Regions from separate parts of the Triticum aestivum genome. Here region 1 is linked to region 2. Evidence: chromatin contacts called from public Hi-C data. All regions are on one chromosome and are shown on one strand. Each heading gives the region's core, a stretch centred on a gene start, on an enhancer-like site or on the middle of the called end of the contact. The rest is flanking DNA. Distances are from core to core; before and after follow the strand shown.

Region 1 (7,053 bases), core at 3,412-5,911, 91 kb before region 2:
CCATTTTTCCCTTTTCGGAAGTCTTTTCCGAGAGACACGGCCGTGCCTCTCACGGAAGCAAAGCCGTGCCTCTCGCAGAAGAAAAAAAAAGAAAATGTATTTTTTTCGTTTTCAAGAGGCATAGCCGTGCCTCTCACGGAAGCAAAACTATGCCTCTCACTGAAGAAAAAAGAAGAAAAAATGTTTTTTTGTTTCAAGAGGCACGACCGTGTCTCTCACGGAAGTAAAACCGTACCACTCACAGAAGGAGAAAAAAAAGAGAAAACACGTTTTTTTCGTTTTCAATAGGCACGAACGTGCCTCTTGCGGAAGCACGTGCCTCTCACGGAAGAAAAAAAAGAGAAAATGTGTTTTTTTGGCACGGCCATGCCTTTCGCGGAAGCAAACTCGTGCCTCTCACGGAAAAAAAAAAGAGAAAACAAGTTTTTTCCGTTTCCGAGAGTCACGGTCATGCCTCTCGCGAAAGCAAAACTGTACCTCTCACGGAAGCAAAATCATGCCTCTTGCGGAATAAAAAAAGAACAACATGTTTTGTCGCGCAAAAAAAGATAGAAAAGACCGGTGACAAACCGAAAAGTTGAAAAAAAGCCCCCAAAAAACCCATCCAAAAAGCCGAAAATGCATGGGAAAAAATCCGGGGCTAGCGCCCGAAGCGCGACACGTGGCGACGGTTGAGAGCGCGACACGTGGCGACGGTTGAGAGCGCGCCACTTGGTGCACTCTCAGCCCACCCCCATGTGATTGTCGGGAGACTCCCGAAGGAGCGCTCGCCAACTAGTTGCTCCCACCTATCGAAAGCTTCTAGTCCTGTTTTTGCTTACACAATTTGGTTTTATCAATCTTCCAAAAGCTTATGACCTGGCTTTCCAGACGGTTTTTTCCTATACATTTTGTCCAGTTTTTCCCAGTTACATTTCTTTTTTTTCCTTTTTCTTTTTCATCAATTTCAACTTTACTTTGAAATTTTCGAAAGTTTTTGAAGTTCATGCAATTTTGCCAAAACTCGTGAACATTTTTCAAACTTGTAAACTTTTTTCAAATCCATGATTTTTTTCAAAACTTGAACTTTTTAAAAAAAAATGCACGCTATATCAAATCTATGAACTTGTTTTATTAAAATCCTTGGAATTTTTTTGGTTTTGAGATCTTTTTAAACGTCCGAACTTTTTTTGTCAAATTTGCGAACTTTCTTCAAATTTGTGATTTCTTGCCAGATTTGTGTTTTTTCCTAAATTCATGAACCTTTTAAATTTGCGAACATATTTTTAAACTCATGAATATTTTTTCAAATTCATAAAAAAATTCTAATTTTTCAATTTTTAAATCTTGAACATTTTTATTTTACCAATTTTTAAACTTCAACTAAAGAAAACCTTTAGATTTTCCTGAAACAGCAAATCGGCGAGCAAAAGAAAAGCAGGAAAGAATACCAGCGAACATTTTTGACAAAAAAACCAGCGAGGCTGAGCGAGCGCATTAATAAGAGAGCGAGCAAAAAAAACAGCAAGGCTAAGCGAGCCCTTTACTGAGAGTGAGAAACTAAAAGTCAGCAAGGCTGAGGAAGCGTCGTAACGTTTACGTGGCCAAGGCCCACGCGAGCGCCCTATGCGCTGCGGCGCCAATGGTGCATAAGGTGCCGAAGACCGGGAGCAACTAACGAAAGAGTACTCATTCGGGAGCCCCCGCAAGGGTCACCTGGGGTGGGATGAGAGTGTGCCACTTGGCGCTCTCTTAGCTGCGCCACGTTTCGCGCTCTGGACGCTCCCTTCGATCTTTGATTTTTTACTTCTACACGCGTTTTTGGCTTTTTAGATGGTTTTTCTCAGGGTTTTTTGGCTTTTTGGTTTTCCTTCATTCTTTCTTAGGTTTTGAAAAAAACTCAAAAGATAAATTTTGCGCAAAAAAACTCGTTTATTTCCTTTCGCGAGAGGCACAGTTGTGCCTCTTGGAAACGGAAAAGAACGCATTTTTTTCTTCCGCGAGAGGCACACATTTACTTATCATGGAGGCACACATTTACTTAGGCACGGATTTTCTTCTGAGAAGGAAAAAAATGTGCTTCCGATTTGTTTTTTTCTCGTGAAGAAATAGTTTGTGAAAATCTATCAACATGGGATCTAGTTTTGAAGATCTCGGCGTGAGGAATCCAACCGTGAAAATGGTTTGAAATTTTGATACATGGGTTAAGAGATAAAACATTTTTAATAAACGAATCTACGGAGAGAAAAAAAGAAAACTAACAGGTTACGACAAGTGGCGCACATGCAATACACTACTTGTCACAACCTATGGAGGTGTAAGTGACCTTTTTGCAAAGAGTACTCCTTAATTAATGATTTCACCGAAGAGGAGCTCTCGACCTACCCTGGGAGCACCTATGCAATGCCTTCAGTGCCCAATTGCACGCTGACGCTCGCGTGCTTACGCGGGCCATGGCCCAATAATAGTTCGCTTTTGGTTGTTTACCCGTGTGGCCATTTTTCCTTTCTAGCTCACTAAAGCCAGGTCACTTTCCGTAAAAAAAACAGCCAGTTGAGTTGCAGGCATTGACCACTGATTGTTGACTTTTCTCAAAAAAGGTTGTGAAGTTTTAAAAAAAATTGAAGAATTCAAAAAATGGTTTAATAGTTTAAAAGGTCCATGGATTTGAAAATTGTTCACGAAAATGAAAAAAGTTTATGATTTGAAAAAGAATTACAAAATTGAAAAAAATCAAGGCTTGGAAATGTTCATAATTTGAAAACAAAATCATAAAAATGAAAAATATTTATAATTTTAAATAATTTACACAATGTGAAAAGTTTCATAACTTGAAAAAGTTCATAATTTTGGAAAAAATGATGAATTTGAAAAAATCATCACTTTAAAAAGTTCACAATTTTAAAAAGTCCATGAAATGAAAAAAGTTTACAAATTCAAAAAAAGCTCACAAAATTTAGCAAAAATTCACGACTTGGAAAATGGTCGTAATTTGAAAAAATATCACAAAAATGAAAGACTTCACAAATTAGAAAAAAAACAAAATTGTAAAAAGAAGTCCATGAATTTGAAAAAGTTCATGAAATTTGAAAATTATTTTCAAATTGGAAAAAGGTTACACATTTGACATAAATAAAGAAGAAAAAAGATAAAAACGTAAAACAAAAATAAAAAGAAAGCGAAAAAAAGAAAACAGAAAAGGAGAGAAAACCGAGCAAAACCCATGCTAGAAAAAGCAGAAAGAAAACCCTGCAGATTCTTCATGGGAAGGATCCCAAAAACTAGTGAAAGAAAATCCTACATGGGCTCAATTTGGTACGAAGTGTTGTGGAGGTGTGTGTGCCATGCAAGAGAAAGAGAATGGCTATAAGTGGCGCTTAAGGGGGCAAATAGGATTTGGGGAAATAGGAGCCACCGTCCATGAGGCTGTGTCATGCTGGGCCGGTCCCCAATTTTCAGTGAAAGTCGCGTCCACACATTCTAGACACAAAATTCAGTTTGTTTGCCAGTGTTGTGATGACGAAAAAGTTAGTTGTATCTTGTCTGTTTGTCCTTTTCGACAACTGGGCTGTTGTAGATAGATGATATAACTGCATGCACGTCTAGACTTTGTACACATTAAAACTAGCTTCAAATCACAAGACCGAGTCCTGAAAAACGGATCACACATCCACAGAGATGTTTCAGCGATGTGGTGTGGATGTAGATGTCAGAAAGAAAGGCAGCACACTCGACGTGATGGGTGGATCGCTCTGGAAGATGAGGTTGAATGAATTATTGGGGAAGAGAGGAGGAAGTGCGACGAGAGCGATGTGGTTTTAAATCCGTGACTTTCTCTCGCGGTTCCATTGAATCTATCCGAATGTCCACTCAAGTCATTTCGTTTTCTTTTATAGCTGTATGCATTGTTGGATCTCTCCAGCACCAGCAGTTGAGTTTCTAATCACTTGTGACCAACTGTGGCACCAAGTGCAGTGCTGACAGTGATTTTCTTTTTGTGGGGGACAGTGGCCTTATGTCTGGTAGCTGCAACACGCTGGAACATACATACATGATTCACTTGATAAGCAAAGCAAAGTTAAGTGCAGACTGCAGACATTGTAGTACAGGAGCATCAGACACTTGTACCGCAGCGCAGAGGTCAAATACTATCATGTAGTACAAGATGGATCATGGCCATACACATGTTGCTGTACCGAAATGAACGAACGACCGGACGTCTGAAGCTGATGGCAACAAACAGGCGTGCCATATATGCTCCCTGGCAAGCAGATTCGGAGGCTTCACTTTCTCCACTTATTAACTTGCCATGAATGATCAAGTCCTAACCCCACTACCAGTGGCCGGCCTTTCGGGTATCGATCCACTAGGCTGCTGGTTTCACGCACAACCTCCGATTGGCTGCCTACAAGCATCCAGGATATATAAATATAAATTAGTATGGAAATTCGGTTAAAATTATGCATGTGTCAGCGACGCAAAGCCAAAGCAGCAGTGCTGCAATAAGATACTCCCTCGGTAAACAAAGCGTGGTGTCAGGCATCGCCGGGGCCCAAGAGTTGAGTTTGACAAGCCGCCGCCGCCGGAAAGGTCGCCGGTTCCTGGCCATCCTGGAAGGTGGTTCTGTCTGCTGCGCTAGCTAGGAGTAGGACCAACCATGGTCGTCGCTGATGGTAACACCGCAGCACGCGGACGCACGGGCGTAAGCAGTGAGCCGTGCACGCAACATCGTGCCTTCTCTGCAGACTACAACATCTCGCTCGTTGATCAAGTCGTGGCGTTCTAGGCCCAACGTCAAAAATGCATAATGGTATAGTAGTAAAATCTTGCCATCAGTTCCTGATCTTGCTTTGCTTCTGGACTAAGACTCCTCAAGACAGCTAGGAAGAAGGGAGCAGGCTCACAAAACCGAGTGCTCCGATCGGGCCAAAACCCCGGCAGGATCTCTTTCTAAAAGGTCCTTTTGCGAATTGTTAAGGCAGGGAGAAGAAAGAAAGGAAGGTCCGTCCCATTCCCGTCCGTCGTGGCCGCCAGTCATGGATCGGAGGCCGGTGGTTCAGGTTCGCTATCGCCGCCTACACGGCTCCATGTCAGCCGTGCGCCTCTTTCAGGTGTAAAGTCGCCACCTACCACTTCTTGTTCTGGAATATGCATGCACGCCCATCCATCTCAAGATTCATCTCTGAAAGGATCTCCTACCAAAACTTCCAGCCTGTGTCCACCTCCAAACTCTTTCTCATTCTCCTCGTTCGTCCCCGCGTCTTCTATTTTTCATTCGGGAAATAGATACGTACATCTTACCTGCTGCTTCATCTCTATGACCCCTCTAGTGCTTGGTTAGGTGAGACTTGGGTTAGTATATACCTGTTTCAGAAAGAAGAAGAAGAAGAAGAAGAAGAAGAAGAAGAAGAAGAAGAAGAGAACTAGACGGTTTCTTGCTAGAGAGCATTTTCAACAAGTGAGACAGCGATGCTTCTAACAAGGACTCGGTATTTTCCAATCCGGTCAAATAAAAACCGGATAGGAGGATAGTCACGGACAGCAATGCCAAGGATCATCCCACAAATAGTAAAACGTCACTAAATTGCCGGCACTGTGACCCCCTCCAGGAACAGTCAACTCCGAATAGTATGAAACTCCGCTAGAATTGCTGCTCTAACCGGTACAGACGTATACACAGAAAAACCGTCATACAAAATTTCAGCTCCACCTCCACTCCAAGCATTTCTGCTACAGTAGTAATCTGAAACAGAGTTCCTACTCAGACATCGTGATCGACCAATTAATCATCCCGACGTTACACGCACGGCCTATTGTTCAGGGTGTCCTCAACATCACGAACGATTCTGAAAGCCAAATCACGGAAAATTACACTAGCTAGTGGAAATATTCTGCGCATGCTGAAGACAGAGGAAACATTTGTGGCGTGCAAGGCGTCTGCGACAGGGATGCCACGTACGGGTCTTCTTCTAGCAGATTGCGAGGTTTCGGCTTTTTACGGAGGCAGAGAATTGCGAGTGATCATCGCTTTAGTTAGTAGTAGTACTTATAGTACAAATAAAAGCTGGTACAGAGAGCTAAGTATGTGCATTTGGGAGGGACCAGCAGGTTAAGTATATGGCAAATCATTCTGGCCGATGTCCCTACGCACCAAAACTCTTCCTCTTTCTTCTTCTTCTCCTTGACAGCTAGTAGTAGACCAGCACAGGTCCAAAATCATGTGATCTCAGCGTTTGGTCAGCTGTAGCTTTTCATCCTGTACTGGTACTCTACTCACTTGGGAGTCATATTTTTGAGGGGGTGCTGTTTGGCGCGCCACGGCTAGGAGATAGCTCCGGCTGAATCAAAAGGAAGTCATCATGAAACTCAATCATGAAAGTTGTGAGAGATTTGTTTCAATCAGAAAGTTCCATTTGCTACGGCTACTCTCTTGCTCCATTTTCCATTTCCATGCAAGACAGTATCATGAGACACGTGAACTTTGGCCTAGTTCCAACTTCCAACGCACATTTTTCATGATCCCAAACTAGTACTAGCTGGTTCTTGGACTGGACGGCCACGGAGCCCCGGAAAAGGCGTGTGCCAACTAACAGTCATGGAGCGAACCTAGCAGTCGTTAGACCATGCCAAACCGCTAATACCTTGGATGATGATGATGATGCTATTGTCCTCGTTGTATATTCTTCTTCTTCTCTTTTTCCGTTGGTTGCTATGAGCACCTAGAGCCCAACTTGGCAAATGTGACCCCTATACAATGCGCAAACCCAGTCGCGGGTAGTAACCAGTCATGCCTAATTTTTCTTCGCTGCATTCAACTATCTCATCTTAGATACCTAAAGTCCATACATAGCATGCAAAATAAAATCTATGTACTACATAGGTAATCTAAGCTAGCCTACAGTACTCGTCGTCGTCAAAGATGCCAACGACCTCCATGCCGGCAATGCCGGACGGCCCCGCCTCTGGGTGGATGGCCTCCTGTCGCATCTCCGGCTCCTCGTCGGACACTATCTCGGCGAAGATTTCACCGAACTCCGTGCCCCGCTGGCAGAGGAAGCGGCGGTTGGCCTCCAC
Region 2 (4,823 bases), core at 1,083-3,582:
TTAAACAAAATCAAGTGCAACACTTGGAGGTAACATTTGGCGTTTGACTTGTTTTTTTTTTTTTGCACAGTTCAAAATGCTTAAGCTTTCCCCTAAAATTGCAGGTAGCATTTGAGTGTCACAATGAACACATTCATGTTTTTTCAAATTCTTTTGACATTTGCAAAAAGCATTTTTGGTGCGCGGGAGCATATACTCCCAAGAGCCGAATTGGATTTCCGGTGCTTTTGTAGAATAATTTGTTAAGTTTCCTTGTTTTGTTTCATGATATGGCAAGTTTACTTCTAATGCATGGCCATTTTGTGGAAGTTCATGTATGACATTTTCTGGTATTATAAGCGTTTTGTTCCAAAAGACATCCAACCAATTGGTTGTTTGTAGTTCTCTTGTGATTGCAGCGACACTGCCGTCAACAGTATTATCATTATTTGGGACACAAGATTCTCTAATTTCTGTCACATGATTTTTTGTATAATTTTGCCTTCATTGTTTAGACATGTATATAATTTTTACTAAAATTAGGCCATGGATGGTATCCATGTATTGTAACTATGGCAAGTTTATATGTTTGCCGATGGCAACTTTTTATATGTTTTTAGCTATTTTCTCTAGTTGGGCGCAAAATTCCAAGTTTTTAGGCCTGCTAGTGTGTCCCAGTGAAAATTGAGCTTTTTGTGGGGCAAAACTAGCACGATCACGTTGATGGGCTGGGGTTTAGATCCGACGTTTCGTTCAGTCGTAAAATTTGACGCTTGGTCGGAACTGGAGTCAAAATTAAATGCATACTTAAATTAAGGGCGCTGGCGAGGTTGAATAGTTGACTAGAAGCTGATTTCGTGGAATCTCAAGGCTCTAAATAAAAAAGATACCCGGATGCATGGTTATGCATATGAATATGAAGTGAAAAGATGGAAGTCGAATCTGCCGTAAGCTTGCGCCATTGACGTACTCTCGATTTATTTAGTTTTTTTTAAGTGGAAAGGTTCATCCCTGAATTATTTCTACCTTTTTTTTGCTTTGGAGAGAAATGGTAGACTGGCTCTCGATTACATCATCAGCGAGACTCGTGGTGGAGGACGCAGGAGCATAGAAAAAGTAGTAGTACGTAGTACGACCTTAGAAGAATTATTAGCTTTTGAAATATTATTAGTAGCTTTGGAGAAACATGCATGATGAGATGTTGGACTGCACCATGGCTAAGCCGCACTACTACATGCACATTTTACATGAAGAAAAAGGCTTTGCTTATCCTTGGGCCCTGCGATTTCGATAAGGCCTAGACCGAGATCGATCTACAGCCTCAGCTAGTACTAGTACGGAGAGCGGTAGTACTAGTGCTGTAGCAGCAGCAGCATCAGCGCAAGCAAGAGGGACGGACAGCTCTGGTTTTGCTCTCTTGTGATGATGATTGCCATCCGTGACCGCGAGAAGCTCCAACTTCCAAGGCGGGCCTGCACTGGGAGGGCGTTTTCGGTGGAACCCATGGGCATGGTGGTGCAGGGTTATTTTCACAGCCGCAAGCTTTCTATCCTGGCCTTTGGAGATCGGGGAGCCAGCCACATGTTTTCTTTCTTTCTTGTCTGACAGATATATAGATGCAGTAATAAACTGTCCATCTCTTTGGTCTCTTTCGTTCTTTGTACGTCTTGTTGGACTCATGTGTTGCGTGACGAGCAGCCGCCTGCCTCTGCCTCTGCCTGCATGATTGTTACGTAGTGGCATTGTTTTTTGAAACGCCAGCATCAGGATGCAGATGAATGATTCATGAGGTGCAGTCAGTCGTAGCATTAGTGTTGCACACTCATCAGCAACTCGCACTCTATCGCTTGCCCTTTTGTGGCTCCGATGGGCACGTAGCATTCTGTGCTGGACTGGGGTGCGTAGGAAATTAATGGCTGTGGGCGGGCGGCTCTGTTTTGTTAATTGGAGTTTTTGTTCCGGTGAGCGAGCGAGCGTACGAGCCGGGGAGGGGCAGGTCCAATTAAAAGGCTTTGTTCGTAGCGGCCAAAGGGAGAGAAGGGCACGTCTCCCTCTCTCTCCTCGCATTCATATTCATGCGCGACCAAGCTTTGTTCAAAAACAAAAACCCAAAAAACAGACCAAGCCGGATAGATATGTGCACGGTGGGGTTGGGGATGCGTCTCTCTTGATATGTGCCGGGCCTCGTGCTTTGTCGGGTCAAAATTAAGTCAGCCGGCGGCCGTGCGGTTGGCGGACGGAAACGGGGAATGTAAAACGAGATGCATGTGTGCCCTTTCCCTCCCAATCCCCATGCACCTCCCTTGGCCAAGGGAAGGGAAGGGAGAGGAACCTACAAGGCTTGTCCTCGACCGATCTCGGCTCCACGCCGGACGGATGGTGCAGCAGCAGCAGTACGTTTGGGTAGGCTCCACGCTCGTGTACCGGCCACGTGGGAGAGGCAGCTACGGTTTTGTCGCCAAGGACCATGCACTCACTGCACCATACGACTTCTTTTTTTTTTTTGCGGGAAACGACCATACGTCCTTTTTACATCGAAATGAAAAGCACCAACCATGTTGATGTTGGTTGATGGTCAAAGAAAGAAACCGCACGTAGGAGTAGAAATGAAACCGCCAAAATTGAAGCAGAGACGGCAGGATAACATTAAACAAATCGTATGCAACGCCGAACAAGGCGGTATGGCAACCATACGTACGTACGTACTCGCGTCATTTGTTGCGTATACATGCATGCGGTTCATCCTTGGTTCGTCCGTTTCTGCAGAAACCCCGTTATTTGCTGCGTGTATGGACGGACGGCTTGCCGACCGATGGGTTCATGCACGTAGGTGTCATCTCACAGCTTTAATTGTTTCTACTAGGTGCTGTATGTACGTTCCACGTCGACGCCACGTCGTCACCATACCGTGCCCGTGCAGCGGTGCTGCATGGGCCGCCCGGCCGCCCGGATCAATTATTACCTTTTCTTTTTGTCTTTTTTGTCATATTATTGATCGATAGATCTTATTTCCTCCGTGATAATATAGTGGTGCAGCTCGCTGATCGCGATGGACCAAGCTTCAAGCACCTGTACGTACGCAACGAGCTATAGAATACAAGCAGGGTGCCAAATTGAACACCGGCACCGTCACAAATTCTTGTCAAGTTTTTTCTTCTCTCGACTGTTTGCGCTTCCACGCCCCGCGGCGTCAGCGTCAGCGTCAGCGCCAACGAACGCCACGCTGCGCCTTACATAGTGCGGTTACTACTCCTAGCTACGTCCTACGTAGGAGCCGGCTAGTAGCAGCGAAAAGAGAGGATTGCTCGCCGCACAGATTGCGGCCTTGACGCTAGCATTTGCGCGCCAAGTCGTTGGCTAGCAGTACGTGGATCTCATCTGCCTGCCTCTCGAGTCTCGACTCCCGCAACCGCAGCTCGCTCACTTAGCTACTTCTGTTTTCTCTCTGTTGTGAGTTGGAACCTAGCTAATTCTGTTGGGACACACATACATGGGGAGTGCCCCGCGCGGCCGTGATTGCTAGGGTAGAGACTAGAGAGTGAGCGTCGAGCGTGGAAATCTGCTGGCCTCCTCAAGGGCGATTTCACCCCTTTCCTGAGAGGGCTAGCAGGATGGGCTAGAGCGAGTAGTTAGTTAGTTTTTGGCGGCGTACGGGCGTGGAGTTCTGGCATGTAACAGCAACTCCAACCGGCCGACTCAAATGGACGGTGATTTTGTCCGGTTTTTTGTCTGTTTGGATCGGGCCGACGAACGCCCATGTCCGTTTTCGCGTTTAGGTCGGCGCTTGCGCCCAACGCTGGCCCAACCCGTTTTTTAGTTGGCGCGAAACAAATACTGCAAATATTTTGTAAATAAAAGACGTTAATTAAACATTAGCCACAATGGCCGGCGAGAGTCCACTTTGCATTAAGTAAAAACATTAAACAAACCTAAAAACTAGGAGGAGGCGCGCTGCCCTAGGCGTTCTCGTCGTCGTCATCGGTGCCGTGAGGTCGATGAGCATCGGCGCCGGGCTAGCCTAGGGGAACGCCGTCTCCCAGGCTGTGGCGACATCCTCCGCCGCTGGCCGTACCACCGCCGGCTGCTCTGCCGCACCGCGGGCATGGCGATCCTCCTCCTCCGCCTCGCGGCGCTGCTCATTCGCGTCGCGCTCCAGTTGCTCGAGCCGCTCGCCCTCACGGTGCTCCTCCGCCAGCCTGCGCTCCCGCCATTGCTCCCGGTAGATCTGCTCTTGCGCCGGTGTCGCCCCAAACCAGACGGGGGTGTGCTGACCCACTCGCGCATGTACCCATGCCATGTGTAGTGCTCGGTCTTGACGGGGGTCGGCGGCAGTTCGGTCTTGATGGGGGACGGCGGCATCAGCGGCGGCACAACGCAGTCGCCAGCAGCGGAGAGCGCCATGGCCTCCGACAGCCGCGCCTGCTACGCTGCCTCCTCCTCCTCTTCGCTTTCACGGAGGGCAGCCGCCAGCGCCGCCTGGTAGGCAGCCTCCGCCTCCTGGTCCGCGTTGCGAACGGCGGGGTGCCAGCCTCCACGTCGCGGACGCCGCACCGACTCTGCTCCTCGTGCTCCAACGCGAACCAGACCTCCCAATAGGTAGAGTCTGATGCGTAGGCGAGGTTGAGGCGTTGCTCCGGCATCAGCTGCCGCCGCCGGCGCCGCACCTCCTCCGCGTGCGCACGCGCTAACCGCGGCACCGTCGGCACTGGGATCCTCTCTGGATCCAAGTGCCAATCGTGTGGCAGCGTGACGTCGGGGTAGGGAAGGGGACGCGGTGCTCCAAGTGCCACTTCGCCTGGTGCACTGGGACGCTAATACGCTGGCGTGACCGGCGGGGAGACAAT

Evidence for each region. Hi-C and Micro-C count contacts between places; a contact is called where the count stands out from the background.
Region 1: a Hi-C map of root shows a contact between it and region 2, with 5 times the contacts expected there. The contact joins two enhancer-like sites. A contact is called at or near these places in 5 of 5 Hi-C or Micro-C datasets (leaf, root and an unstated tissue) and 1 of 1 datasets of contacts at active chromatin or transcription factors (leaf).

What each region holds. Positions count from the first base shown.
Region 1 is chr5D:40,502,044-40,509,096 of IWGSC CS RefSeq v2.1, reverse strand. No RefSeq gene overlaps it. Among protein-coding and RNA genes, the nearest start is that of LOC123119287, 17 kb to the right of the region's middle. Within about 2 kb of position 4,661, at least 3 of the 8 cell types and tissues checked have an H3K27ac peak or open chromatin away from gene starts, as enhancers often do. A contact at or near this core is called in leaf and root, where this site is marked.
Region 2 is chr5D:40,410,655-40,415,477 of IWGSC CS RefSeq v2.1, reverse strand. No RefSeq gene overlaps it. Among protein-coding and RNA genes, the nearest start is that of LOC123119286, 13 kb to the right of the region's middle. Within about 2 kb of position 2,332, at least 4 of the 8 cell types and tissues checked have an H3K27ac peak or open chromatin away from gene starts, as enhancers often do. A contact at or near this core is called in leaf and root, where this site is marked.